Linked DNA regions of Sus scrofa: regions 2, 3 and 4 are each linked to region 1. Evidence: chromatin contacts called from public HiChIP or PLAC-seq data. All regions are on one chromosome and are shown on one strand. Each heading gives the region's core, a stretch centred on a gene start, on an enhancer-like site or on the middle of the called end of the contact. The rest is flanking DNA. Distances are from core to core; before and after follow the strand shown.

Region 1 (6,509 bases), core at 2,559-5,058:
GGCAATTTTTTTTTAAGTTTAAAAATTCTACTTCATAAGAAGCATTGTCATTGCTTAACAGGTAATGCTTTTCTTTCTTAGTTGTACATCTAGATGGAAATGTACCAAAATGTTAACAGTGGTATCTCTAGGTGAATAGTAGAATTACAAATGATTTTACAAACCAAATCAAAAGGAAAAAGATTAAATGGCTTTCACATAACACATATCACATTTCTTAATGATGGAAAACAGAAACCAAATTCAGTACTGAATTTTTATCACAAAATCCAGAAGACATTAAAACATGTATTAAGTATGAAGAACATAACAAAACATACCATACAATTCACTATCAAATATAAAAAACAAATCTTGTTCATTTTGCTATTACTATGTATTTAGCAAATCTTACCTCTAATCTCCACATCAAAGTCAAATTTGCTGCATCTTGAAGATATTAAAGAGTTAAGTCAGAGCTGCAAAATCTTGAAATGCAGAAGACAAACAAAACCTCTCTTAGTTTTATAGCACTCAAGCCTGTCACGTGTTAGTTAATATTAGGAGTAGGCATGGATTTATTTCTCTTTAAAAAATAGGTTCTGACTGCTGATAAGTTTTTCTTACAACCACATACCAAAACTTCCGGTTGAGATGGCTTGCTTTATTCTGTATAATAATGATACTGAGCATTTTGATATAATACGTGGAAAACTCCAGATTTGGCAGTAATTTTGACATACTGTCTCAATATTATATATCTTGATAGCGATTATCATTTGTCAGTTTTTGACAGTTTCTGAGCTTGAGTTTAAAACTTTATATAGTAAGGGGGAACAGCCATTGAATTTAAAATCCAAGAACAAATACCATAAGTAGAGATTCCTATTTAAGTTCTTAAAAAGCTGTAAAAGGGGGAGGGAGAACTGAGGATTCTGCCTAGTAGGAATTTTATTCAGTTGTGCCAACTGAATCTAGTGGAGGGGTTAGAAGAAGAGAAAGGAGACAACACAGCAGTGGGATGTTCTGGGCACAGAAAGCAGCCTGTAACTGCATGCTGGCAACAGTGAGACAAGCTAACAAAGGGGACAGAAGATTTACTTGACAGGAGTATAGAGAGAGTTAGCAGATGAGTAGGAGGAGATGGCATATGAGCCGTAGGCTGGGGTGCAGTAGGAAAGAGCCTCAGCGGTAAAGATGAATAGCTTAAATTTAATGCAAAATACAGTAAGGGCCCAGGGAAACAAGTCCAGAAGCCCCAGACAATGGCTACAGTACAGCATTTCAAGCTGTGTGAAGGGTAGGTATTTGACAAGGAATCTTGAAAAGGGGAGGTTATCAAAGTTATGAGAGAAACATTCAAAACTTAAGTCCAAGTGTCCTTTTCTTTTAGAAATGGAAACACGCAGGGGTTTAGAGGTGCCAGAGGTGGCTGTTTGCTGCTGTTTGTTTCTGATGTTTTCAGAGTTTCAATAAATAGGAGGAGGAAAACAAAATGAAATAAATAAATTCAAGTTTATATATTTAAGAAATAGTCACATGACAGAATCGAAGAGAAGAAAAGTAATAATTAGTGTGAGTAGGACCTTAGTAAAAAATGAGAGGGGGAAAAAATTTCTTGGCAACTTGTCAGTTCCTAAAGTATTCAGGAAGACATCATAAAAAGAAAAAAAAAGACAGAAATAAATAATAATAATGATTTATAGCATCCTAAAAGTTTTACACAGAAGGGATGATGTAATACAGTAAGAGGAATGAATCATTTAAGGTGCTAAAACAATTTTCCAAACTATAAGTAAATTTCTTCAGAATTCTTTTTGGTTAAATGCAATTCTAGCTTAATTTAAACAGCTGATTCTTATTTTTTCAGAAATAAGTCATATTCCAACTGGAGAGGTTTTACTAAAAATTCTGAAGAATTAAGCAATTATTCACAAGTCCTTAGTAATTTAGAACAACTTTGGTAATAAAGGCCTCACTTTGAACTGCACTTTTAAATCCATTCTTTGTCCAACGTCATTTGGCTGCTTAGTATATGTCACCTTAACGTCAAACACTTTAACAAATTCACCACTTTTACCACTAGGTGGCGAAAAACCCCAAATAGTATCGGTTATTGAAGCTTGTACTTGAACTAGAATAGCCAAGCACTTGACAACTAGAACAGCCACCAGGTGTCAACCAAGAGGGGAGGGGAGTCTATTCCTTCCACTCTGATTCATAGTTTTAAACACAACCATCTAAGCTCCATCAAGAGATAAATATCCTGCCAATTAACTGTCTAAATAGTCTGCATATTTATAATCTGTATAAAGCTCTTGACTCCAAGATACTGCCTTTTCAACTAAGATCCAACTAAATAAAATTTAGTTTCTCCCCCCTCCCAAAAAACAAACAAACCCAGCAAGACCAATGAGCTTAGTGTGCTGTGACACACTGGTTCAACCTACCCAAATATACTGCACAAAGAAACTAAAATGGCTTAGACATGGACAGCCAAAAATCTTCCAAAGTGTATTTGCTTATATATATATATATATACACACACGCACACACACACACATACAGTTCCAGAGTACTATTTTTTCTTCCTATATTTCTCTTCTATAAGCAATTTTGTTGAATGCAAAAAATCTATATAGGTTTATGCTGTTATGCCTTGAATCCCAGTGATTTTTATGAAAGCATTGTTATTTGCTATCAAAACGTTCACAATAAAGAGACAAATGTATCTGTCCTTAAGATAGATGTATTATGAGAATTACTGGGTTGAACAGTCCAAGGCTGAAAGTTAAAATTAAAACTTTACAGAATTAAGCCCTATTTATATAACAAATTCTCTCTTAAAGAACCATCTTCTGCGCCTCACTAACTTCTAACAAAAATTTTTCAATCCTGTTGTAAACATTACGTCAGCTAAAACGCAGTGATGCAGCCTTTTATAAGGTAGTACTTTTTAGGCCGAACTCTATTCTTAATCCTTTGGACACAGGAGTTGTAATCATGTCATACCCTGCAAATCTAGCTGTAGGTGGTATCTCAAAAAAGGACTTTTTTCTTTCTTCGAGGAAGTGGTCAAACCTTTTTTCCCCTGATGTCATCATGCAAACAACCTGGTTGCTTTTCATTGCTATCGAATTAAGAGAAGAGAAAGCAAAACATACTGAGTACATTTTTTTGCTTCTCTTCCTTGCTCCGTGTAGTATTCTCTTTTAGTCTGGATTTGGCCTCCACAGAGCTCATTTCTTCACTGCCTACAAAGCACTGGTTTAAATAAACAAACAAACAGTGCAGGCCAAGAATGCTCTTGTCCGTGAATATCATTGCTTCTCTAGTTTTTATTACATTTTCTTTTGAAATTCATTAGATTATGCTCAGCAGCCCTTGCCCAACCGGTTTCTTCCCTTCCCCCATCTCTCTACACACATCACTTTTGCTTCCTTCCCTCCGGGGAATGGGCAAACCCCTACAGCGCCGGTAACGCACTCTCCCGGCTTGGTCACTCATCAGTTTGTCTTTACTTGGCTTTGCAAACAGTTCCCCACCCAACCTTGTCCCCCAGTGCCCCCTCGGCCATTATCTTTCTGCCGGAGTATGCTCGATAAGGGACTCCAGATAGCACGTCGAGGGTTTACGGTAGCCTGCCTACCAATAGGAACCCACAATGAAGAGAAGTCAGGTTCGGCCTCCCGGCAGCCCCACTGCCGTCTTCCTTGGTTGTACACCTACTGTACCCGCGAGCGAGCGAGCCAGGGAGCGAGCCCGGCGCGGGAGGGGGCGCGCAGGGAGGGCGACAGCAGCCGCGGCGTGCGCATGCGCCCTGGGGTTGTTTTTCACAAAGCTGCTCTTAAAGTGAGCTGGCAGGTTCCAGCCGCCCGTCTTTGTAAGGAGACCACTGAGACTAGCAGGAGCGAGGAGCAGCAGCCTCTCTGCTGCCTTGACTTTTTAAGAAATCTCAATGAACTGTTTGTAAAGAATCACTGATCCTGCCTGTAAGCTTTTTGCACGGCAAAGACATCGATCAGTGTTAAGTGAAGATCACATTTTATATGTGTTCTTGACTTTTTTTTGTCTTACATTATATTTTTTATAGATTTTGTTACAAACATGGTGCTGGGAAAGGTAAAGAGTTTGACAATAAGCTTTGACTGTCTTAATGACAGCAATGTCCCTGTGTATTCCAGTGGGGATACAGTCTCAGGAAGGGTGAATTTAGAAGTTACTGGGGAAATCAGAGTAAAATCTCTTAAAATTCATGCAAGAGGACATGCGAAAGTACGCTGGACCGAATCGAGAAACGCCGGCTCCAATACTGCCTACACACAGAATTACACTGAAGAAGTAGAATATTTCAATCATAAAGACATCTTAATTGGACACGAAAGAGGTAAGTTTTTACATTATTCAGAAATTATTACACCTATTTTCTTTGGGAAAGTATCTGTTCAATTTCTCTGAATTAATGTAATGTTACTCCTAGCATAAAATATAGCAGTTTGATAAATGTTAGCAAAGTTAGCCAAGATTTGAATTCTCCTTGACTTTCATCGTGTGTTAAGCCATAATGCATGCAGGCATCTGCAAAGTGACTGCAAACTGCACTTATTCAACTACCTCTATACCCGGCTTGATCTGTGCCATACGCGCTTGCAGTCTATTTCCACCTTATAAATTCTGCTTAAATCCGAGGCAGTAATTTTACTGATACGTTTTCAAATGAATTGCTAAAAGCTGCAGTCCAATATTAGATTTTTTCCTTGTTCTGTGGAACCTTAGATCTTAAAAATTAAGCCTCAATGAAGAAATGAAATAACATTTTTAAGTGGGTTAATGGGTGTACTTCATTTTTAATATTGACACTCAAAGACTTTAGAGAATTGATTGTTGTTCTTTGATAAAGGGTTTCTGTGGCTTATTTTGACATATGGTATGAACACCCCACGTGTTTTTTCCCTATTCTTTCCAGTTCCTTTAGAAATTTACATCAAGCCTTCTCTATTTTAAAGGACAATACCAATCATTATGATATGTTTCAAATCGGTTTTAGAAGCCATTTAAAGTCAATTTTTTTTTTTCTGAGCATCATGCCTAACTTTGGAACTGCATTCAATGAAACCTAAGCCAGTCAAAAGGAATTGAAAAGTATTCGGCTCATTTGGATTTGATTTTTGGTTATAAAAGGGAGATAAAGGGTTGTCAAAGGGAGAAGGGGTCCTGAGATTTCCAATCTATTGTTTAAATGGTCACATTGTGGAAATATAGGAGACTCTAAGCTTGTTTTTCTAAGTTTCCACCCTTTGTTAGAAGCGGTTCAATCCTGTTTCGGACCAGTTCTAGGGGGTGGTGAGGAGGGGCGCTTGTTCTGCTCTCAGCAGATTGGTTACACGCGTCAGGTGGTGGGGATGACTTAATTCCTAGCCCAAGAAGAATATAATGTTAAAACTGGTTATGTAATTTTGTGCTTCTCCTTTTTAATGCAGTATTTAGTTCTAATGTTGGCCATTTCTCGAAGAGTAGAGCACATTTTTACCTCTTTTTTTATACTAAAAAATACCCATCCATGAGGAAGTGCTAATTGAACTAAGGCAAGTGCAGAAATGTAGGGGTGCTTTGAGTTACAGCATCTTAATGCATTATTTTAACAAATTTTAAGATGAAATCTGTTTTGTTGGGTTTTAACTTGCACATAGGTCATTTGCATCCTGAAATAATTTCTAGTTAATATCTCCAACCATTGACACCGCTTAGAAATGCAGCTGCTTAATGACAGTCCTGGTGTTTGTTGAACAGCACACACACGAGTTTGTATTTGAACCTTCCTGGACTGGCAGCTTTTTATAATACATGGGTGAGAAAAAAACAAAGGTTTTTAAGGAGTTGAGGTTTGCGGTGAGGCAAAAGTAGAATAACGATTTATGGGGACAAACACAATTTCATTAGTTGCGCTATGATTTCATAGTAAAGAAAAACTGTGTGTCCTGAACTCCACGGAGATGCCTCTCAACCCTTGCAAAGCATGGACGAGCCTTTAGCCTGGAATAGTTTCAATGACTTAAAACTGGGACCTCTCAAACTAGCCTGGAAATTGAGACCCCGCCCCGGGCGGCCAGCGATAGGCGGAGCCGGGTTTGTTAGCCTGTTGCTAAGGCGATGCCAGGCTCTGATTGGATTGGGTGCAGGCGGGTGGGGAGAGTAGGCTCGCCGGCTGGGGCGAGGCTTGGAACCGGCGTGCGCCGGTAAAGGTCCCTCCTGAGCAGCCACCCCCGCCCGTTCTCGCGTCTGCGTTGCGGGCTCCTGGAAGCAACCGTAGTTCCTGTCACATATTGTTCTGTTTGCCTCTCACTTGAGCCTGTGCAGCCCCCTCCCCCATGGAATAGCTTAAGGTTTTGAAGAGTAGAGGAGAGATGCTTTTGCTGGCCTGATAGTTGCCCAAGGGTCCTGGGTGCAACTTTTTAGCTCAAGATCTATATACAGGGAAGTTGGGCCAGCATGGTCAACAGGATCTTGTTTTCCAGTTTTTCGGGTGGAAG
Region 2 (6,794 bases), core at 226-2,725, 800 kb after region 1:
ACCTAGAGGAAAAATAAAACTACAGAGAGCTCTCTACTTTCGTGCTGAGAACATCCTAACAACAGTGGTCTTTTAAGGCCAGCTCAAATGCCTCTACTCATCAGTCCCTTCCATGCATATTCTCATAGCACCTGGTTTTTACTTCCTCTGGGGTACATATCTCATTTGCTTTTTACTGCAAACATTTTTGTGAAGATATTGCTTCCCTCAAATTCCTGAGAACCCAGATCATGACTTTAAAAAAAAAAAAAAAACAACACAATTCTGTTTTTCACACATCATTTAGCTGAGGGACTTGTACATAAGGATAGCCCTGAACAGAGTGTCTGGATAAATTCTAACTAGGTTAGGTAAACATTCAGAAAAGTTGCATCCCCCTCAAAGACTTAAGGTTTATAGGGAAGGAGAGAACACCTCTCCCTCTATGAAGGCTTATTAGTAGCTGAGACAATAAGGGTTTTCATAATTATCTTTTATAATGCTGTCTCATGGGTCTCTTTATAATTTTTCCTGGCTGGATAGGGAGGTTAGTCGAGTTCTCAAGGGAATTGTTTAAGTCTGAATGGATATACCAACAGCGAGGAGCTGAGGGATGGGGACAGGGACCTTATGTTAATACTAGGGATGATTTTTTCAGCTGATGGGGCCACACCCAATCATTATCCACTTTTCCTGCCCTCACAAGGTGCAGCTGCCTCCACCCTTCCTTAGTTGAGCCTTTCTACCAACTTTCTTTGCTCTCTTCCAACAGCGGGCAAAGTAACCAAAACAAGGAAGGGGAGGGGAAGGAATATATAATTTAATTTTTCAGAAGAGAAGTAAAACCTTATCAACAACACCTCTCCTCACAGTACAGGGTAAAGTGCTAACGGTAAAAAACAAAAAACAAAAAACGTACTGAATAGTGCGTCCTTAGCAGCAAGTCTGCGGCAATGACTCGTGTTTGAAGCAATCATACCATCGGAATTGAAAATCAACCATCAGTAAAAGCATAAATTCCCTTCGAACTCACTGAAAACAGTCCTAATAAGTGGAGACAAGATAAAATCTGGAACGACGATTTCAAAAGATTGTGAAGGGATTAAGAGATCTCGCTACGTCCCTCAATCCAGAGGCTCTTTAATGAATCTCCACTCCTGCCTTCCCCGGTCTTTTCCACGTGCCCCTTTAACTCCCCCCCCTACTCATTCCATCTCCTCCCAACCCCTCCATTGCCTCCTCTGTTACCTGCTTACTAAGTCTCGAAGCTTGAGAAAACTGTGCGGCCGAAGTGCCGGCCGGCAAGGAAGGGGTGCGGACAGAAGGTTCCGACGCCGAGTGCTGGTTCCACCTCTGGAAAAACGCGCTCCGCCCTCCACGAGGCCTCAGAATCGCGTTCCGATCGCACCAGTTAGCTCCGCCCACTCGCTAGGTAGGCCCCGCCCTCTGGGGAGAGAGCTTTTTATCCCTTGGCGGGAACCGTACCGGTCCAACCTCCTTGGCCTGACTCTTTCTGCGCCGGCTGGAAGTGCGCATCACGGCGCGCGGTGTGTGGGCGGCCCTGGGGCCTTCCAAACCTGGCCCCTGCCCTCTACAGTCAAACACCTGGCGGTAGGAAGAGTGTCGCTTTCTGAATCCCTTGTCTACTGAATTGACGCTACTTTCTGCTGTGGCCTCTGATGCTGCGATTGTTTCTGCACCGGGGTGCAAGGAGATAGGTCTCTGTTCTTTGCGGACCGGGAGGGAGGGTGCGGAAGGCAGCGTCTCCGAGAGTCCTTCCTCCTCCCAGTTCTCCTCCCACTCCTTTTGCATCCCCCGCCCCCTTCTTGCTCTGCGCCTTCTTCCCGACTGCAGGCAGACCAGTCTATCCCGCCGCAGCGCCGGAGTCTGGGCAGCCTGCAGGAGGCACACACGCCCACACCCACTCCGCCTGGCCGCATCCCTACTCAGCATGTCGGCGCTCGAGTGGTACGCCCACAAGTCTCTGGGCGACGGTATCTTCTGGATTCAGGAACGCTTCTATGAGTCAGGCAACCGCGCCAACATCTGGCTAGTGCGAGGCTCGGAGCAAGACGTTGTGATCGACACAGGCCTGGGCCTGCGCAGCCTCCCGGAGTACCTGTACTCTTCTGGCCTTTTGCAGGACCGCGAGGCCAAAGAGGATGCGGCATGCCGGCCACTGCTGGCTGTGGCCACTCACGTGCATTTCGACCACTCCGGCGGCCTCTACCAGTTCGACCGGGTGGCAGTGCACCACGCCGAGGCCGAGGCGCTGGCTCGCGGGGACAACTTTGAAACCGTGACCTGGCTGTCCGACAGTGAGGTGGTCCGGGCTCCGAGCCCCGGCTGGAGGGCCAGGCAGTTTCGAGTGCAGGCGGTGCAGCCCACCCTCATCCTGCAGGATGGTAATGGCCCTTCACGAGCGCGCGCTCTCTCATTAAGGGAAGGGATTGGGGAGAAACTGTCCGAGGAGTGCTTGTTGCAGACGTGCGTGGCTGTAAGGGGCCTTATTTTGTCCCATCGCAGAAACACTACTTCTGTTTCACCCTTCCTGATTCAAAACCCCAGTCGACATCAGGTCGATGGTAGGCCGTCTTAGTCCTCCTTACCGGAGACCAGCTCTGGCACCGGGTAGCAATGCAGAGTACTCAAATGAGAGCCGGCCCCACCCCCTAGTCAGTTTCCTGTGTAACGTACAGCAATAACACCAACAGAGTCTTATATCTAGGATTTCCATTCTTTCCCCAAACATCTGTCCGACATTTTCAGGCACTTTTCTAGCGAAAAGTCTTCCTTAAAAGGAATGACGCCTCATGGAGAGTGCATGTCATGCTCTATGCTTTTGAGAACTGCTGACTTCATCTGCCCGGTTCACACCTGTAGGCTTAGAAAGCCATTAGAGAGCAGTCAGTGGTTTCAAACTGTTCATTCATCCTTATCTTCCAGATAGGTTTCTGTTCTTGATGTTGCCTCACAAGAGAAGAAGCTTGATAGTGAACATAAAAAGTAGAGTATGTCTGAATCTTAGAGTATGGCAGCTCTCTGTTCTGGTTGAAAGCAAGGCCTGAGAAAGATTAATGAATGAGGAGGCTGTTTCCGATGATGGTGAAGTATGTGGACTGATGCATAAATCACCTTGGGCTTCTTGGCTCTGAAAAAACAAGATGGGGTTCAGAAAGAATAAAATAGGATAGGGTTCCTGCCCTTCCAGCTCTACACAGGCACTTAAATAATTGAACCAGTCATAGCAGTGCTGTTTGTATATTTTCTTTTTAGGATGCTTTTGATGATTTCATTTAATCCTGACAACTCATTGGAAGCGAGGTTGCTGACCCCTAATTAAATGGCTTGCCTAGAATTTACAGAACAAGATAGTAACAAGAGCTAGGATTTGAACCCAGGTGCAATAAGATCAAAGCATGCAGCTCTCACGTTAATCCTCCATAAAACTGGTAATTCTGAGTAGGATGTGAAAGTCCCTTTCATTTCTATCGTGAAACCATTTTATTTGCCAATTTAATCTATTAAATCCTTCCTCTAAGAGGTGGAAAAATCTAGTTGCTGCAGTACAGTAAGGTTCATTTTATGACCAACCAGTATGCAATAATGAAATATTTTACAAAAATGAGATCTTGATCACATGAGATATAAAAAATAGAAAGCAAGATTGTATATCTCACACCCTGCTTAAAAAGTCTTCATTAAAATTTTAAATCTAAAAATTAAAAAAAAAAAAACCCATGGGTTTAGATGGGAGTCCTACTTTACCTGACAATTTCAGATGAAAGAAAACTACATTTACATTAAATGTGCTTTTAGTTACTGTATTTCTTGATTAAACTGACACATTTAAAGGTAGGATTTCCATGGTGTTGATTGGTATTCAGACTAAACTCTGACACCCAGGACAAAAAGTCTTTACATAAGTATTTAAAATATATTTAAATTATCTAAATGAATAAATTTTTATTTATTTACTTTTTGCTCCTTTACCAGAAATAGGAAATCAATGATGAAAGAATGATAGAAATTATTGTTTTATAGATGGAATCCAAGCAAGCTTGAATATCATGCCTGGGGTCACATAGCCAAGTTAGGGAAAGAACTGGGACTAGAATCCAGGTTTCCTAAATCCCAGTTGATGGTAAAATTATAGTATTTTGGAATTGCAAGTAGCTTGCAAGTCACCTGTGCAGTGCTTTAAGCCTTTGAAAGTGTGAAAAGAAAGCTCAGTATTTACTACACACTTTGAAGGTGGTAATTCTATGTAAATTAAAATTTGTTTTTCATTAGAAGCTGGATGCCTCATGCCCTCAAATAGTATCTAATTTCCTCTTTTCTCAGGAATATTAATTTCCTGTCTCTTCTGAATGGTGTGGCTTGCTAACTTGATATTATCATTAATGCAGATGTCTGGAAGGAGATCTAGAAAAACTCATACACAGTTCCACATACATGAACAGAACATACCTAACTAACAGCATAACATCTTTATTGTTTTGGTTAGAACGTAAGACTGAATTCATCAGCTTATGTCATTTCATTTAGTGTTTTGATGACCTCTTGTCATGGAAAGATACAAATCTGTGTACTGTTTCACTAACCCAAAAGCTGAGTTGGATGTGAGGGACAAGGAGAGATCATCATTCTGTGCATCATCTTTGATGGAAAATCATCTTTAATGAAAAAAACAACTCTTCCTACTAATAGTAAAGTTGTATCTTCCTTTAAGAAGATAGCAATAAACCTTAGGTTATACAGCACATTCTTGAGTGGGCACACATCATTTGGACTATTTTTCATAATATTCAAGTAATATGAAGTGCAGGCATTTTGACCTCTATTGTCCATGTTTAAATAATTTTCCCAGAGTCACCAACATATTAGAACAGTTTTTCAGGTGAACTTAAATCATGTGAAGAGGTTAAAAACAAAAAACAGATTCCAGAAAGGAAGCAGCAATTTGAACAAACACATCTAATGTGATTCCTTCTCAAAACCACACTAAGATTACTGCAAGTGAACCATGATTTGTCTATTTTATGTATAAATTCACATTGACTGAGGTTCTATTTTGGATACTGGAGAATAAATATGGTGATCGAGTTAGCAGGTTTGTGTTTGTTTGTTTGTCTTTTTAAGGGCCGTACCCACAGCATATGGAGGTTCCCAGGCTTGGGGTCTAATCAGAGCTGTTCCTGTCGGCCTACACCAGAGCCACAGCAACACCAGATCCAAGCCGCGTCTGCAACCTACACCACAGCTCAGAGCAAGTTGGATCTTTAAGTCAGTGAGCGAGGCCAGGGATCAAACCCACAGCCTCATGGTTCCTAGTCGGATTCGTTTCCGTTGAGCCACAATGGGAACTCCTGGGTTAGCTGTCTTATCCTATGCTGGCAATGGAAAATTCAGAACCATTCAGGTTTGCACTGCAGGAGACCTAAAAGGCTCAGGAATTAGCACTAGCTGGTACTTTAGTAGAGGTTAAGGGAAGCATACTAAAATAAGTAGAATTGGTTGAAAGCCATTTAAGAAGCTGTTAATAAAACGCTGGAACTCTTCCTAATAAAACTCTCATCTCCCACCCAGTTAGTTTGTTCTCTAGAGAGAATAAAACAAAGGGGTTTCTTGATTGAGGGGGGTACCAGGTACTACTGAGCTCAGGGGTTTAGATGGAAAATAGAGGAGGGGTAAGTGTATGTACATGTATATAAAGAAAAAAGAGAGAATGCATATGTTTTTTACTAGTTTCCTGGAAGGATGAAAATCCGGCCTTTACTCCCCAGGTAGGAAATTAAAAGAATCTTTTTGGAAAATCTGCCCAGCCCTAGAAAAAAAAGACTAAAGTGCTAATTCTTAAGTAATCCTTGGCTTGAACTTTTTTGTTATTGGAAGTTCCTGGGCTAGGGGTCGAACCCATGCTATAGCAGCAACCCAAGCCATTGCAGCCACAATGCCAGAACCTTAACCCCCTGAGGCACATGGGAACACCAAAACTGGCTTTTTTTTTTTTTGCCACACCACAGCATGAAGTTCCTGGGCCAGGAATCAAACCCAGGCCACTGCAGTAACCAGGGCCACAGGAGTGACAATGCCGCATCTTTAATCTACTGAGCCACAACAGAATTCCTTTGCTTGAACTTTTTACAGTGGAGCCTAGGTCACCAGGCTCCATGCATGTGCTTCATACAAGCTTTTTATTATTCCTGCACTCTTAAACAGGCACTCAAGCATTATGAAAAATCCAAGAAAATCCTCTCAGGTGAAGTCAAATACTAAACCATAAAGCAACTTGAGAGGAGAGGACAGTCATAATACCATCAAGGGATATTGGTAGCTATTGCATTCAAGATATCTAAGAGGTAACAGGATGCCTTAAAAATAAGCAATAGAACAGTATTCAGACTCATAAAAGAGCTCTTGGAATTTAAAATGTCAGAAATTATTCAGTAGAATATCCAGAAAATAAAGTTGAAAAACTTAAAAAAGGAGCAGATATGCAAAATCAAAACTAGGAAAGAACCAGTAAAGGACCAGAATGAAAAATGAGACACTGGTATATTATTGTATGAGCACAGATGGAGCAAATAGAGAAAGTAGAAGAAAAGAAAGCATAGTAGAGGTAATTCAAGAAAATATCCCATAATTAAGGGATATAAATTTCCAGATTGAAAGAGCCCCCAGAATTCTCAGTACAATGGATGAAAACACATCCAACCCAGGGCACATTATTATAAAGTTTAAGAACACTGGGGTCAAAGAAGAGTCTACAGTTACAGATTTAAACAGAAGGGGTCATCTATACAGATCACAAT
Region 3 (6,918 bases), core at 2,471-4,970, 850 kb after region 1:
TACATTCTCATTACCATATTCTATTTTCCCATATTATTTGCTCAAAAAATCCATTCTTCACTAATGACTGTAAACATTCCACAAAATTCTGGTGTCTCAAGACCAGGTGTGAGAAACACTAGCATTTTATTAGGTACAATAGGCACCATGTTTTTAAAAAAGTACCTTTTATACTTCGTTAATTAATGTGTATATTTATCAGGAATGGGTGTTGAGTATTTTCCAGTGCCATTTTGGACATTTGAGACTATCACCTTGATCTAGAATTATGATATTAATCATAATTAGTATCATTAATTAAGATTAATTAATACAGGATTGTTTTGAACTATCTTTACATTTTTATTTATTTATTTATTTTTGGCTTCTCCGTGTGGCATGTGGAAGTTCCTGGGCCAGGGACTGAACCTGTGCCACAGCAGTGGTCCAGGCCCCTGCAGTGACAGCGCTGAACTCTTGTATAGTTCTCTCTATACAAGAGAACTCCCTACGCAAGAGAACTCCGTATCTTTAATTTTTAAAATAAAGTATATTTGGTTTGGTTCACCAAATTTGGTTTTAATGAAATGTTCCTTCAGACAATACCAAATCGATTTTGCCACTGTCTAGGACTTTTGCACATACATTCACTAATGTGTATCAAATATGAGGTGGGCACATAACAATAGTGAGCAACATGCATACCCTCTCATCACAGAGCATGAATTCAGTAATTTTAAATGCTTTTTAGGATGCTAAGGATTGTGCTAGCTTCAAAAATTAAGCTAAGAAGGTCTCCATCATGCTTTGAGTTTAAAGCACAAGAATTAGCTCTTCAAGAATTTTTAAAACTCAGAGTTCCCGTTGTGGCGCAGAGGAAACAAATCAGACTAGGAACTATGAGGTTTCAGGTTTGATCCCTGGCCTCGCTCAGTGGCTTAAGGATCCAGCGTTGCCATGAGCTGTGGTGTAGGTCGAAGACACGACTTGGATCTGGCATTGCTGTGGCTGTGGCTGTGGCCAGCAGCAACAGCTCCGATTTGACCCCTAGCCTGGGAACCTCCATATGCCACGGGTGCGGTGCTACAAAAGACAAAAAAAAAAAAAAGAATTTTTAAAACTCACTCATAAGTCTGAGTCAGCTGAATGCCTTTTTATTTTGTGATACAGAACTCTGGCATCATTTTTTAAAGTCCTGTCTACAGTTATTAACCTAATTTAGTTTTCTACCTTCTTTGAGTCTTTATCTCCGTTTTCCTTGAAAAGTGACTATTTCATTTTGGTATTAATATTTGTTGAAAATATAGAGCTGTATAAAATATTTTAATAATTTTTAACTCTCTCTTAAACTACTACCCTTATTAGTGGCAATATTCCCTTTCTTGTTACACTTCCTTAACTCTGCCATTTTTATTGGTACTGCCAAAAACCAGTTTATTATTACAGTATGAGAATATTATACCAATTTATTAAACAATTTTCTTTTTAAAACCTGTTTTCTAATTCCTTTGTTGTTGTTCTTTTATCTTTAGTAAAAGTTGTTTTATCTTTAGTTCTTCCTAACTTCAAATAATTTTGATCACTTGTAAAAATATTCAAATAAATGTTTTTCTTATTTTTGTTTTTATCTAATAATAAAATAATTTTTCCCTATAGCTTAGTCTATATCTTACAATTTTAATATATAGTTTTTTCCCTGTCATTACATTATTGTATGTAATTATGTAATTGCAATATTAGTGTCCTTTTACACTCAAATGTGATTTATAAAAGTACCTTAAAATTTAAAGTTTTCTACTTATTTGGGGGGAGGAGCTATTAATTTTTAGCTTTATTCCATTATACCACTGTGAACTGGAGTTTGGCACTTGCTGTCTACCTCTACATGCATTAAATCATGAGCCACTGCAGCTGCCAACCAGCAGTGGAGTGGAGCTCAGGGCAGAGACCAGAAGTGAGGCACTCTGTGCTCTGGGAAAACCAGAAGAACAGATCTTCAGACAGTCAAACGTTTTTAGGAAAAGATTTTATGTGCCCAATTCTTGCATCTCCTCATATCAAGCAAAACACTGAAATCCTTCATGGTGATGTCTGCTTCTAATGACTAGTAGTAACCTTCATGAGGCCAGTAGCAAATTTTTGTAAACTGTATGCATGACTGCATGCACCTCCCCCTTTACCTTTATCACCAGTTATATCCTGGTATTTCCCCTTTCCTCTCTGAGGCTATATTTATTAGAGCTGTGTGAATGCAGCCACCTCCAAGGCTAAGCTGCTGAGCCCTGAGGGAACTCAGGAAAGAAAGAATACCTGTCACTTTGCAGCCATCAGACTACAGCCACTCCTAACAGCAAAGTGTGAGGAAATTTAGGCTGTGAAAACACGGGATACTGGCCCAGATAGCTAAAGTGCATATCAAAGGAATGATTTTAGTGAGGCCAGACCTCTGGGTCTTCCCAAAGAAAAGGGCTTAATTCTGTAACTTGAGATACCTAGTTTTCGGTAATCTTTTGTTCCTACTACCTGCCCTTTGTTCAAAAAACAACAACAACAAAAAAAAACCCAAAACCCCAATGACAATAAAAAACTTCCTCTATATCCTTATTCCCCCCTACTCCCGCTGCAGAATGTTTTTTTCTGGGTTACTTCAGATGTTTCCTCCTGGGCTTAAGACCTGATTTTGCCCCAAACAAAACTTAACTTTTAGGTTGTGCATTTTTTTTTTTTTTAAGTCAACACATTCTTTACTTATCTAAATTTAGTTCAAACTTCTAGGCCTAACATAAATGCCATCTCCTTCAAGAAGTCTTTCTTCTATCCTGCTGTGTTCTTTCCCTTCTATATATATCTTCCCCCTTCCCCTGTTGGACACTCTCAGGCTATTTTATGAGATTTGCAGTTTAGCTCAGTACTTTGTGAGTTTCCATAGCAAGATTCCATTCAATACAGCAATATTTATTGAGCACCTCTGCATCAGACATTGTACTAGGCCTTAGGAATAGCGTTAAATGAAACCCCGGCCTTCAAGATTAGTAGGAGAGACGAACAGGTAAACACATTAAATACCCCAGTGAGCTTCAAGAGACTTGGTTCGGTAGTGAAGTACCAAAGCACCTCAAAGGAGGTATAGGGGAGCAATTGCCATCTAGGCACAGCTTCACCGTAAATAGCCTAATAATTCAACCCAGTGATTATAAAGGTATAATTAACAGCTCCTGCCTCAGAATCATTTGGATTTTGTAAGGAAAAAGAAAAAAGGCAGATTCACATCTACTAGAATCAGAATGAAGGAAAGTGACACTTAAATCTGAGTTTTAAACAAACTCCCCATGTATTTAAATCATCCAAAATTTAAGAATAGAGTGGAGCCAAATTTCGCAGATCTCATTCACAAGCTACTTCCTCCTCCTAGCAGGACAACCTGCGGGGTGTCTCTTCCCTTCCTGCGCCGTTTCCAGACGTCGTCCACATGCCGCAGGCCTTCTCTCCTGAGGCTTTGGTCAGTCACCCTCAGTCCGAAAAGCCCAGCGGACACTCAGACCCTCGCTCCGCAAAGGATTGGAGGGGGTGGGGGCTACGCTACAGGTCAACCTAAAAGGCGGGAGGGGCAGCAAGAGAGCCGAAAGGGAGAGCTCTTTGATTGACGCGAAAAATGCCCAATGAGAGAAGAGGACTAGTGACGCTTCCGCCCTAATGGGCAAGGCATTAGCTATTTCAACCAATCCAGCTCAGAAATGTCTACCTTGTGGGAGGTCTTGAGGCTGCTTAGGTCGTTGTCTGTTGAACCGCTTGTGGAAGTCGTTCGGCTTTGAGTAGGGGGTTAAAGTCGTTCTCGAGAGGAAAGTCTCTGGCCGAAGAGAAAATGAGTTTAGCTCTGAGGTCGGTAATGAGGAGGCGGCAATGCTCTCCACACCACGCAGCGGGCCCCAGGGTGGGTGTGTGTGGAAGGGAGGCAGCTTGGGGCGAGGCAAGGAAGGGAATGCAGTTTGGGACGAGGGAAGGGAGCCTTGGCCACCTTTCCTGGGCCAGACTCCTCATCTTCGGGGCCCGGGTGAGCTCCGTGCAGTTAGACGGTCATTTCTGTCAGGCCACTGGGCTTTGGACCCCAACAACCTGGGTTGTTATAGTCTCGAGGAGGCAGTGAAATATCGCGAGGTTTCTACGCTCTTGTTTATGTGAACTAGGAAACCAGGCCTTGGAGCATCCTTAGTAAAGTTCCCGTCATTCCTTCGCTTATGGCCTCCACCGCAGCTCCCTTCCTGCTAACATCTAACCCGTAGATTTTAGAAATAACGTAAAGCCCTCCTTGCTTCACTATGTAATAGTAGACCCATTTTAGTGCTTTTAGTTGGTAATCTCTTAGATTCCCTGAGTTTATTTTTCGCTCATTTCCAACCACTAACCTACCATTTGTTGCCTACTTCCCAACTCCGACTAGGCGTGTTACCGTAAAAATACCTATAGAGTTACACCTAACTAAAAAGGTACCGAGTTCTGATAAGGCATAATCGTGGTATCCTTGGCTGGGGTCAGTGGTCGGTGGTTTGCGAACTTGTCCTCTCAAAATCTTGGGAAAAGAATGGCCGACCCCCAGAACGTCCAGGCTTGTGTGAAGTGGGGTCTCCTGTGAAAGCAAGATCTACCTCAGCTTTATCATATCTCTTTTGGTCACTTTCTAGTCATCTCTTGCCTTTTGTGTGTGTGTGTGTGTGTGTGTGTGGTAGATTTCAGAGAACAAAGCAACTTAAAATGCAAACAGATAACGTGTCTAATAAAATCAACTGGGTTTTTACATTTTCTAAGTTTTACAGAATTCTTCTGCTTCAAACTTGCAACCCTATTTGAAAATTTGGAACATCTCAAGATATTTCTGGCTTTTACAATAAATTCCTTTTTTTCTTCAGCCTTTTTCAGGGTTTATGAAAAATTAAATCCAAATGTATATGTTAAGTGAGATTTACAAGACAGTTGACTCCACATTATTATATAGCGTTAGCACAAATATGTACTTTTCTGGTGTTTAATAGTATGCTTAGGCTAAGTTTTTTGGGTGATTGTTAATAATATCAGTGGGAGAAATTGCAAATAAAATGCCAAACTTAAAAATGTGTAATCTAAAAACACTTTTGATCCACAATGCCAAAAGAGTTTATGTTAATTGATGAGTTAGATGTCTTTTTGTAGTAATTTTGATAGTTATTAACACTATAAAAGTAAGCCTAATATGTAGTGATCATCAATTGTGAATTCTTTTTTTTTTTTTTAACAGACATTGTAAAACGAGTAACTATGGGTGCTTTGTTTTTTTGGGGGGGTTCTGATATAAAACTAATGTTTCTTATTCACATTTCTTGTTTCTTCCATAGTAATATTAGTGGAAATAAATAAAAAGCCAGGAGGAAGGGAAGTAAGGTCCTCATTTCTTTAATAACTTAACACTTTTCAGTTTTAGGAAGCACAAGTTTATAGCACCTTAGTCGATGGGAAGAGCAGGGCTTTGACTCATGTAAGGAAAATCTCTTCCTTTCATGTAAGGAAAATACTTCCTTTTTAGAAATTTAGGTATTTATTAATTGGCTAATTTTTTGTATTTTTGGATTCTTATTTGAGTCATTTAGAAGCATAGGAGAATGGGATTAAAGTGCAATAAATAGGGTTTTCTGTCTTCATTTCATAGAAATGAGCTTGTAGTAGACAAAACAAAAAGGAAAAAAAGAAGAGAACTCTCTGAAGAACAGAAACAAGAAATTAAAGATGCTTTTGAACTATTTGACACGGACAAAGATGAAGCAATAGATTACCATGAATTAAAGGTAATATACTCGACCTCTATCTGTTAAAATGATTTGCATATTGACAGTTGATTAAAAATATATTTATAAATATTTTAATTTGGTTTTGGAAATATGAAATCATTTTAAACATTTACCATTAAGTGCTTTTAATAAAATTGAATAGTACTTGTAGCATATCTTTTTAGAAACTCCTTCTCATATGGTAAAATGAATAGTATAATGTAAAAATACATTCCTATGGAGGGGCTTATTTTTCATTCACGTAGTTAAAAAAAATAAAGCTATGGTATTTAAACTATACTTACCGTATTCCTCTTCCCACTTTGGTGTTTCTTCTTTTTTGGTGACATATTTTTCAGATTGAGGGAGTGTTACTCGTTTTTTAATTTGAACATGTTGGTAACAGTCTCATCCTGTTTTCTCTGGTGCAGGAAACATAAGTGATATCTGATGTTGACACAATGCTAATGGGGAAAGTGTCAATTTTAGGTTCTAGAAATATTTATAAAGAATCAAAGGGGAATTGGTATTTAAGGTAGGTTGGATCTTACACTCAGCACAATGAGGAAGATAGTATTCTTATAGCTCTGTACTCACAGTTTCTTTTAGTTACCCAGTTTTGATCAATTCTTTTTTTTAATAATGTTTCTTCTATTTGTTGCTATTGTTATTATATTGGTTTGGGATCTTAATTCATATCTGAAACTTCCTAATTGGTTTCTCTTTTTCCTGTACACTCTCATTAAATTCATCTTTCTAAAATTCTTTCATCATATTATTCATTGCTCATAAGCTTTATTTTGTATACTCCGTAAAGTTCACATTTTTAAAAATTTTTATTGAATGCCCTCCACACTTTTGCTACGACCTACTTTTTTTCTCATTTGCTAACTGTTTTCTTCTACCTAATCTCTTCCTATTCAGGTAAGGTGAACTGCTCTATTCCCTGTCTTCAAGCTTATTCTTTATTTTAGTGTGTATTTTAATACTAGTCATTTTTTTCTAAATGCCCTTCTGCTCTACTTCATTCGTGCACCATTTAAGGAACAACTATAATCTTCTAAATTAGACTTCTTTAACCATCTCTTATTACTTGTAACTAGTATCTAGATCTCTTCTTTCTCTAAGCTCAGGGTCCTAGATT
Region 4 (6,969 bases), core at 2,189-4,688, 740 kb after region 1:
AGCTCATCTGGTTTATCTCTAGCAGAACATATCTAAATCATTCAGTCTGGTTTTTTTCCCCAAGACTTCTAACGATGAGACAAAATAGTTTTACTATATATAGATCGTTTGAAGATCAGAGATAAGGGGAGGTTTTTTTAGATTTCATCCCATAATTGAGTTTTAAATTCATTTGAGTTTCAGTATTTCCTTAGTGTACAACAGTCTTTTCCAGTTTTGCTTCTAGAAAGCAGAATGTGAAGGAAAGGCTGATAAAATGATACAAGAAGGAACAGAGAGTAAAAAAGCAGGGATGAAAGAAATCTGGCTGAGGGAAATAAAGAAGAAATATAAAAAGAAATCAATGTTCCATTACTCTTTCATTTTTTATTTCCAAGGGATTTAGCCTGGTTCTTTTCTAGGCACTCACCACTCAAACGCTAAGTACAAACACACTCAGGAATGATTAAGGGAAGCATGGTTGACTATGCATTGGTTAACTGGATAAAACAAGTTTAGTTATTCAACAATGTGTTCAGTCTTAATCTTTTTAAAATAGTAATAAAAGCACAAGGTAATAAACATTCAATCTATATAAAGAGGGCTAAGAAAAAAGGCAAGGTTTCCTGCCACATCTAATCCTTTCAACCACTGCTAAAATTTCTATTAGTGATTTTCTTTTCTTTTCTTTTCTTTTTTTGGCTTTTTGTCTTTTTAGGGCTGCACCCCCCAGCATATGGAGGTTCCCAGGCTAGGGGTCTAATCTGAGCTACAGCTGCTGGCCTATACCATAGCCACAGCAATGCAGGATCCACGATGTGTCTGAGATCTACACCACAGCTCACAGCATCGCTGCATTCTTAATCCACTGATCAAGGCCAGGGACCAAACCTGAAACCTCATAGTTCCTAGTTGGAACTGCTGCCTAGTCGCTTCTGCTGTGTCATGATAGGAACTCCTAGTAGTGATTTTCTACAAAAATTAAATGCATTTTCCTGTGTGTATATATATGAATGTGTGTGGGGGGGGATGAGGTATGTGCATTTAAAGTTTTATTCCAAAGGAATAACATCATTCCTACTATGTGGCAATTTACTTTTTAAAATACATTTTGGTGATCTTTCTGTGTGCCAAGTCACAGAAGCTCCATTAGTAGGGAAGCTCTGTCTTTTTAAGCACTGTACTCCTAACACCTAGAACAAAGGTCTCACATACATTTTTTCTCCAGAAAAAAGATATTATGTAAATGAATGAGTAAATCAGAAAATACAGAAAATTTGTTTTGAACAAAAGCATAATCTTACATTATTTAAATGACCCAGAAGTATCCAATCTGTTACTGATGAACATTTAGAATATTTTCAGATTTTTGCCTATTACTGTAGTAAACATTCCTGAATATAATAGGTAAAGCTTATACATCTGTAAATTAATCCAAGGTAATTACTTAACAATGTAACAGTTCAGTCAATTGCATTTTTAACTTTGATATTTCCAAGTAATACTCCTAAACGGTTGCATCAATTTACACTCTATGGAAATATAATTTTTATTCTGGGGAAAACCACAAAAACTAAACGTTTAATGACACATTCCTAGAAACTGCAAAATGTTTTATCTACAGCTTTTTAACGAAAACTGTGTCAAATGTGACACTAAAAAACCCCTGAAAATCCTTGTGGCCCCGTTCGGTACTGGGGACATCCTTTTTGCAAACACAAAGTACGCAGTCCTACTGGCCAGCTTTTTGGAACTTGGCCAAAATTCATGGCTAACTGCTTCTTTTGTGTATTCTAATAATAAAATACAATCTATTATTTTCTTTTTGTAAAAAAGTTCAATAACAGCACTTTGTTAAATGTAAGTAAGGATTCAAGAGCATGCACACATCACTGAGAAAGTATTTATACAAAGGAACAGGTAGCAGTCATGTAGAAAAGCTTGAAATTCTACTACTTGGGCTTTCACATGGATTCCATTGCCTATTGACATTAAAATAAGAAAAGTAACCCATATGCAGAAAGAAGGTTGTATTCACATTAACATTCATGAAGGCTGAGCAACCGAAGCCCTACACATCAAGTAGGGAATATATCCTTTGTCTACTGATGAGAAAATGTCTCAGTGATAAATGGTTACAGACAGGGGTGTCACAAGGGCAACAGCACACAGAACAGCTCCAACAAACTTAAAAAACATTTTTTTTCAAAGTCTTCTCCTGCAGTTCTTTTTGTAGCATTGGGGAGCGCAGTGCCTAGCCTCTCAAACAAGAAAAACATTGCAATGCAGAATTCCTAATTTTTACTGAGGCACTTCCCAGAAAACAGAAAACATACTCTTTGAAAATAATTCAAAACAAAGCTTCAAAGACTTCACAATGCATAAATTTTCAGACAGCCTGGAAAAGAAGTGCTCTGCACCCTGCCTGTTTGGGTCTAAAATGTATATTGTCATAAGACTACATGGTTATCAAAGTGCAAATTCTACTGGTCAACACTGGGAAACATCGGGCACATCATTAAAATCCTTTACACTCATTTACATAAATTCAAACACATTATCATACTCATTTAGAAAATTTCTGAGAAAAACCACATCCGAAGTCATTCGTTGGTCATTTAACAAATATGTCATTGACCCCAACAGTGAAGCGGGAGACTTTCAGTTCATTTTCAAAACAAAAAGAAGTTACAATTTATGGACAGCCTAGCCTCATTGAGAATAAGAAGCCCGAGAATCAGGGCTCAAGGGCAACTATTTCCCTGGGCCTAACTCTAGATGGCTCACTTTCCTCACCTAAAAACACAAAAGGCTGAAACAACCGTCCTCCCTTCCCAAAGGTTTTTTTGTCTATATTGTCTCTTCTGAAGGAGTCTAGGGGATTCAGCATGAAGCGTAAGGAGCACAGAACCAATCTAAAACAGAGAATGTCAATACTATGCTTTCGGGCGTCCTTCCCCACCCCACAGAAATTTCCAGAAGCAGAGCAAGGTGAAATGTTCGATAAGTCCTTAGCACCTCCCCCCTTCGACGTTTTCTTCTTTGCCAGACCAGTGAGAACAAAAGGCAAAGGCGAAGCCTGCAGGTCCGCCGGGGTCGCAGGGTTAGCCCGCGGACTTGGCCGGGGAGCTACTGGGAGTGGAGGGGCGGGGCGGAGGGGAGTAGTCAGGGGCGGGGCTGGAGCTGGGACTCACCCACGGATTCCGGCGCCTGCGCGCTCGTGCAGGCCTGTGGTTGCGGAGACTTGGTTCTGGGCTCGCCCTTGCGCACCCGCTCTCCCCCTTCTCCCAGTCCCTTCCCACCTCCGCCCACTTGACGCGATGACGCACGGCAGGTTTGCGGACGTGGCGGCGGCGCACGGAACGAAAGGCGGAGACGTTGGCGGCGGCAGCGGCAACGGTGGACCCGGGCAGCCGAAAACAGAACCTCGGCCATGAACTGTGCCGGGAGGGCAGTGGTGGCGGACCTGGTAGCGGTCTCTTCGTTGAGTCCCCCGTCCTAACGGGACAGGTAAAGATGGCCGGGAAAGGTGGTGGGTTCCACGGTTCCGGCCGGAGGCGTTGGGCCCCAGCTGCATGGTCAGTAGAGGCGGCGCGGTCGTCTCGGCCGCAGATGTGGCGGGGGTGGCTAGTTGGACTTGGACCGGGCCCGCTTGGACCCGGGCGTCCTCCGAGGCAGGGGAGACGTTTGAGACCAGCCCCACCGAACCCCCTTGTCACACTGTTGGGGAAACTAAGGCTCAGAGGAAGGATTCCTACCTGCCTGAATCCCGGAGCATTGCATTTTCCACATAAACACGCTGCATTTCTCCCACAACTTCGTGTTTGCGATGAATATTCGTTGAAGGCATCTCGTTCACATCGTCCAAGTGAGATGTTGTAACATAGAGATTTAATCCTTGCAGAGGATAAAGGGGAAGAAACAACTAGATGTGTGGAATGGAGGAGGAGGGAAGTTTTTGAAAATTGAATTGGCCCTAGCCGACACTGTCTCTGTGATACTGTCCCGGTGCTGAACTAGCTTGTGCCCTGTGGCCTTTTTATTGCTTCCTGCTTAGAGAATGTCAAAGCGAAATACCCAGCAGCAGTTGTGTTATATAGTATGAAGGCGTTTAGAAAATCATTTTCGGTTAGAGTGAGGTGATGAGTGCTTTAACACGGTGTCCATTTTAATAACTTTTTAGCACCTCTTGTCATCTCCTTAGCCTGCGGGCTTGTCTCAGTTTTCTGAAGGGGCCGTTTGTGCTTTTTGCCCTACCTGAAGAGAATTATGACAGGCGAAGAAAATTGAACCACATGACTAGTGTGTATTTTCTAAACTTTGTATAGTTGGCTCAGATAATTATTATATGCCTGGGCTGGAGTCTGGCTTTTCACTTGAATTAAGGACACAACCAATTCTTGATTACTTAGAAACAGAATACCTAGTTTATGTATTCTGCTGCCTTTCAGTCCAAGGGGAATGAAGAGATCGTGAGACAGATGACATCCTAGTCTTTAAATATTATTTAGCAGTATTTATTGGAGAGACATTGATATAAACATCTAAAGCGATTTTGGGGCATTGCTCAGTGAGCTGCATTTCAGCTGTTCCAGGAACAAATTATCAGAGAAAAAGTCTAAAGGGCAAGCATAACTGAGTCAGTGTAGTTAATGTGTATATTGCTGTATATTAATGGCTCTTTTTAAACTTTCTGAGAATGTGGAAACAATAAATTTTATCCCCAGAAATATATACATATGTATAAAATTTTGCCTAGGAATCCACAGGATTCATAGCCTCCCTTGATTAAAGACAGGATAGAAAAGACTGTTAAGTAAGTGGAAATAAAACTGTTAATCCATTTTAGGTGAAGGTGAAATACTTTCAGCTTTTTTTGAGAACAAAATAAAAACAAAGCATCCTTAGTTTATTAAATGTTAATTAGAATTAAACATAATAAAAATTTTAAAATATTAATTTAAAAGTGTTAAAAGTTTAGTCTTTAAACTTGTTAGAGCTGTCACTTGTTAGAATTCCTTGAGGGAATAGGTGTGACTTTAAAACTGTTTTTGACATGTAAAATATGGGTAGCTGTCTTTAGTTTGGTTGCTGTCCAGTTAGGAATCCCAGTTCATGGTAATAAATAATGTAGCTCTTGGGGCAGCAGGTGAAATGACCTACTTAGTATATAGCTATTAGATATTTATGTTCTCTGAATAGAAACTATTGAATTTTTAAAGTGTTACAGTGTTGCCATAGAGCAGGGCCAGAAATTGGTTTTCAGGGAGTTCCTGTCTGGCTCAGTGGTTAATGAATCCTACTAGGAACCATGAAGTTGCAGGTTCAATCCCTGGCCTTGCTCCGTGGGTTAAGGATTTGTCATTGCCGTGAACTGTGGTGTAGGTTGCAGATGCGGCTTGGATCTGGTGCTGCTGTGGCGTGGGCCCTAGCCTGGGAACCTCCATGTGCTGCAGGTGCAGCCCTAAAAAGACAAAAAAAGAAAGAAATTTCTTTCAGGAGTTGGATCGATTATATGAAATAGTTGCCCAAATTTTACAGGTATGTTCCTACATAGAGAGTATGTAATCCGTTGTCATGTATATTACAAATTCACACTTTCGGAGTTGGTCTTTTCTAATTTTTTTTTCCTTTTCACTTGGTGCTTATCCATGGTATTGATATCAGAACTAAGTCCTTGGAGATGTCATTTTGTCTTGGCTTCCATGGCACAACATTTTCATGGTTTCCTCCTCCTTTGAACACTCCTTTTCTATCTTTGCAGGCTGATTTTCCTTCATCTAGTTACTAAATGTAGCAGTTCTTAAAGGATCTGTCTTGGACCCTCTTTTTTTATTCTGTGCTCTCTTTCTCAGTAAGCTTATGTATACAGCTTCAGTTTCCTCCTATGTACAAATGAGTCAGGAAATTTTATCTCTAAACCAGACCTTTCTGAATTTGACTATATAGCTCACTTGACTACTTGACATTCCTTTTGGTTGTCATAGAGGAATTTGTAGTTTCAGTCATTGACTTCCTGCTGACCCCCAAGTTCTTCCAGTGTTCCAAGTCTTAGAATGGCACCACCATTTACTCAGGGATGCAAACAAGAAATCTTGGTATGATCTGTAGCTAATTTCTTCTCTTCATATTTGAGCCACATTATTAAGCACTAAGTATTTTATCTCCCCAAATTCCTCTTACTACCTGTTTTCTTTCCATCTTTCACAATAATTGAAAACAGTCTCTCCTTTCTTGTGTGAGCAGTTAACATGAAGCTAAAACTGTGAATGTGGAATTAATTTTTTATGTTTTTTTTTTTTTTTTTTTAAGTCGTTGACAGACTTCATAGGGGAGGGGAGGTCTGGTTCCTCCCTGGGATCCCATCCCCTTAAATAAAAAAGTACATAGAAAAGAAGGGATTTAGAAACTCTTGCACAATATCCATTTCCTGGACTCTCAGGGCTAGAAGCAGGTGATTGGTAGGTAGGCTGGAGGGGTGGAGGCAGCGCCCTTGCCACCTGTATGCCCGCATTTCACTCTTAACATGAGGGTTGGATGAGATGCTCTGGGAAGGAAGAGGGAGTCCCCAGGCTAGGACCAAGTTGGCAGGAGGAGCTATGGCATATAGCCACAGCTTCAGCAGTACTTGGCACCACAGTTGCAGGGTGTCTTTAAGCTGGCATCGTCAGTGATAACTTGTAAGTCATAGGTGAGCTCCTCATCATGCAGGATGCAATAGTGCAGGGTACAGTGAAGATGATAAGCTGCTTATGGCCCTCTAGGTAGATGACTCCCAGAGAATAAGTTGGACTCACAGAAGTGGTTGATGAAGCAGGTGGCATTGACATGCATCTTGGCATACCCCATGTCAGAGCCGTCCATTTGGAACATATAGCTCTTCCCATAGTAGAATTTCTTCTATTATTATGATTATTGTTATTATTTTGTCTTTTTTAGGCCTGCACTGGTGGCATATAGAGGTTTCCAAGCTAGGAGTCGAATTGGAGC

The links. HiChIP or PLAC-seq counts read pairs in DNA pulled down with a chosen protein or histone mark.
Region 2: an H3K27ac HiChIP or PLAC-seq map of alveolar macrophages shows a contact between it and region 1. The contact joins the promoter of MBLAC2 here to the promoter of ARRDC3 in region 1. A contact is called at or near these places in 1 of 5 promoter capture datasets (liver), 3 of 47 Hi-C or Micro-C datasets (fibroblasts, heart right ventricle and skeletal muscle) and 1 of 2 datasets of contacts at active chromatin or transcription factors (alveolar macrophages).
Region 3: a contact with region 1 is called in an H3K27ac HiChIP or PLAC-seq map of alveolar macrophages. The contact joins the promoter of CETN3 here to the promoter of ARRDC3 in region 1. A contact is called at or near these places in 2 of 5 promoter capture datasets (fetal liver and liver), 1 of 47 Hi-C or Micro-C datasets (heart right ventricle) and 1 of 2 datasets of contacts at active chromatin or transcription factors (alveolar macrophages).
Region 4: a contact with region 1 is called in an H3K27ac HiChIP or PLAC-seq map of alveolar macrophages. The contact joins the promoter of ADGRV1 here to the promoter of ARRDC3 in region 1. A contact is called at or near these places in 2 of 5 promoter capture datasets (fetal liver and liver), 1 of 47 Hi-C or Micro-C datasets (embryonic fibroblasts) and 1 of 2 datasets of contacts at active chromatin or transcription factors (alveolar macrophages).

What each region holds. Positions count from the first base shown.
Region 1 is chr2:98,442,009-98,448,517 of Sscrofa11.1, reverse strand. ARRDC3 (arrestin domain-containing protein 3) reads left to right here and starts at 3,808. Exons shown (of 8, transcript XM_003123783.6): 1 at 3,808-4,366. The coding sequence starts at 4,087.
Region 2 is chr2:97,642,828-97,649,621 of Sscrofa11.1, reverse strand. It overlaps MBLAC2 (metallo-beta-lactamase domain-containing protein 2), which reads left to right and starts at 1,475. Exons shown (of 2, transcript XM_003123780.4): 1 at 1,475-2,384. The coding sequence starts at 1,931. It overlaps POLR3G (DNA-directed RNA polymerase III subunit RPC7), which reads right to left and starts at 3,510. Exons shown (of 8, transcript XM_005652940.3): 1 at 1,228-3,510.
Region 3 is chr2:97,590,122-97,597,039 of Sscrofa11.1, reverse strand. It overlaps CETN3 (centrin-3), which reads left to right and starts at 3,720. Exons shown (of 5, transcript XM_003123777.3): 1 at 3,720-3,858; 2 at 5,657-5,792. The coding sequence starts at 3,842. It overlaps LOC102167126 (a long non-coding RNA gene), which reads right to left and starts at 3,828. Exons shown (of 2, transcript XR_002342050.1): 1 at 3,722-3,828.
Region 4 is chr2:97,700,117-97,707,085 of Sscrofa11.1, reverse strand. It overlaps ADGRV1 (G-protein coupled receptor 98), which reads right to left and starts at 3,438. Exons shown (of 91, transcript XM_021085372.1): 1 at 3,174-3,438. The coding sequence starts at 3,414. It overlaps LYSMD3 (lysM and putative peptidoglycan-binding domain-containing protein 3), which reads left to right and starts at 3,168. Exons shown (of 3, transcript XM_003123779.5): 1 at 3,168-3,489.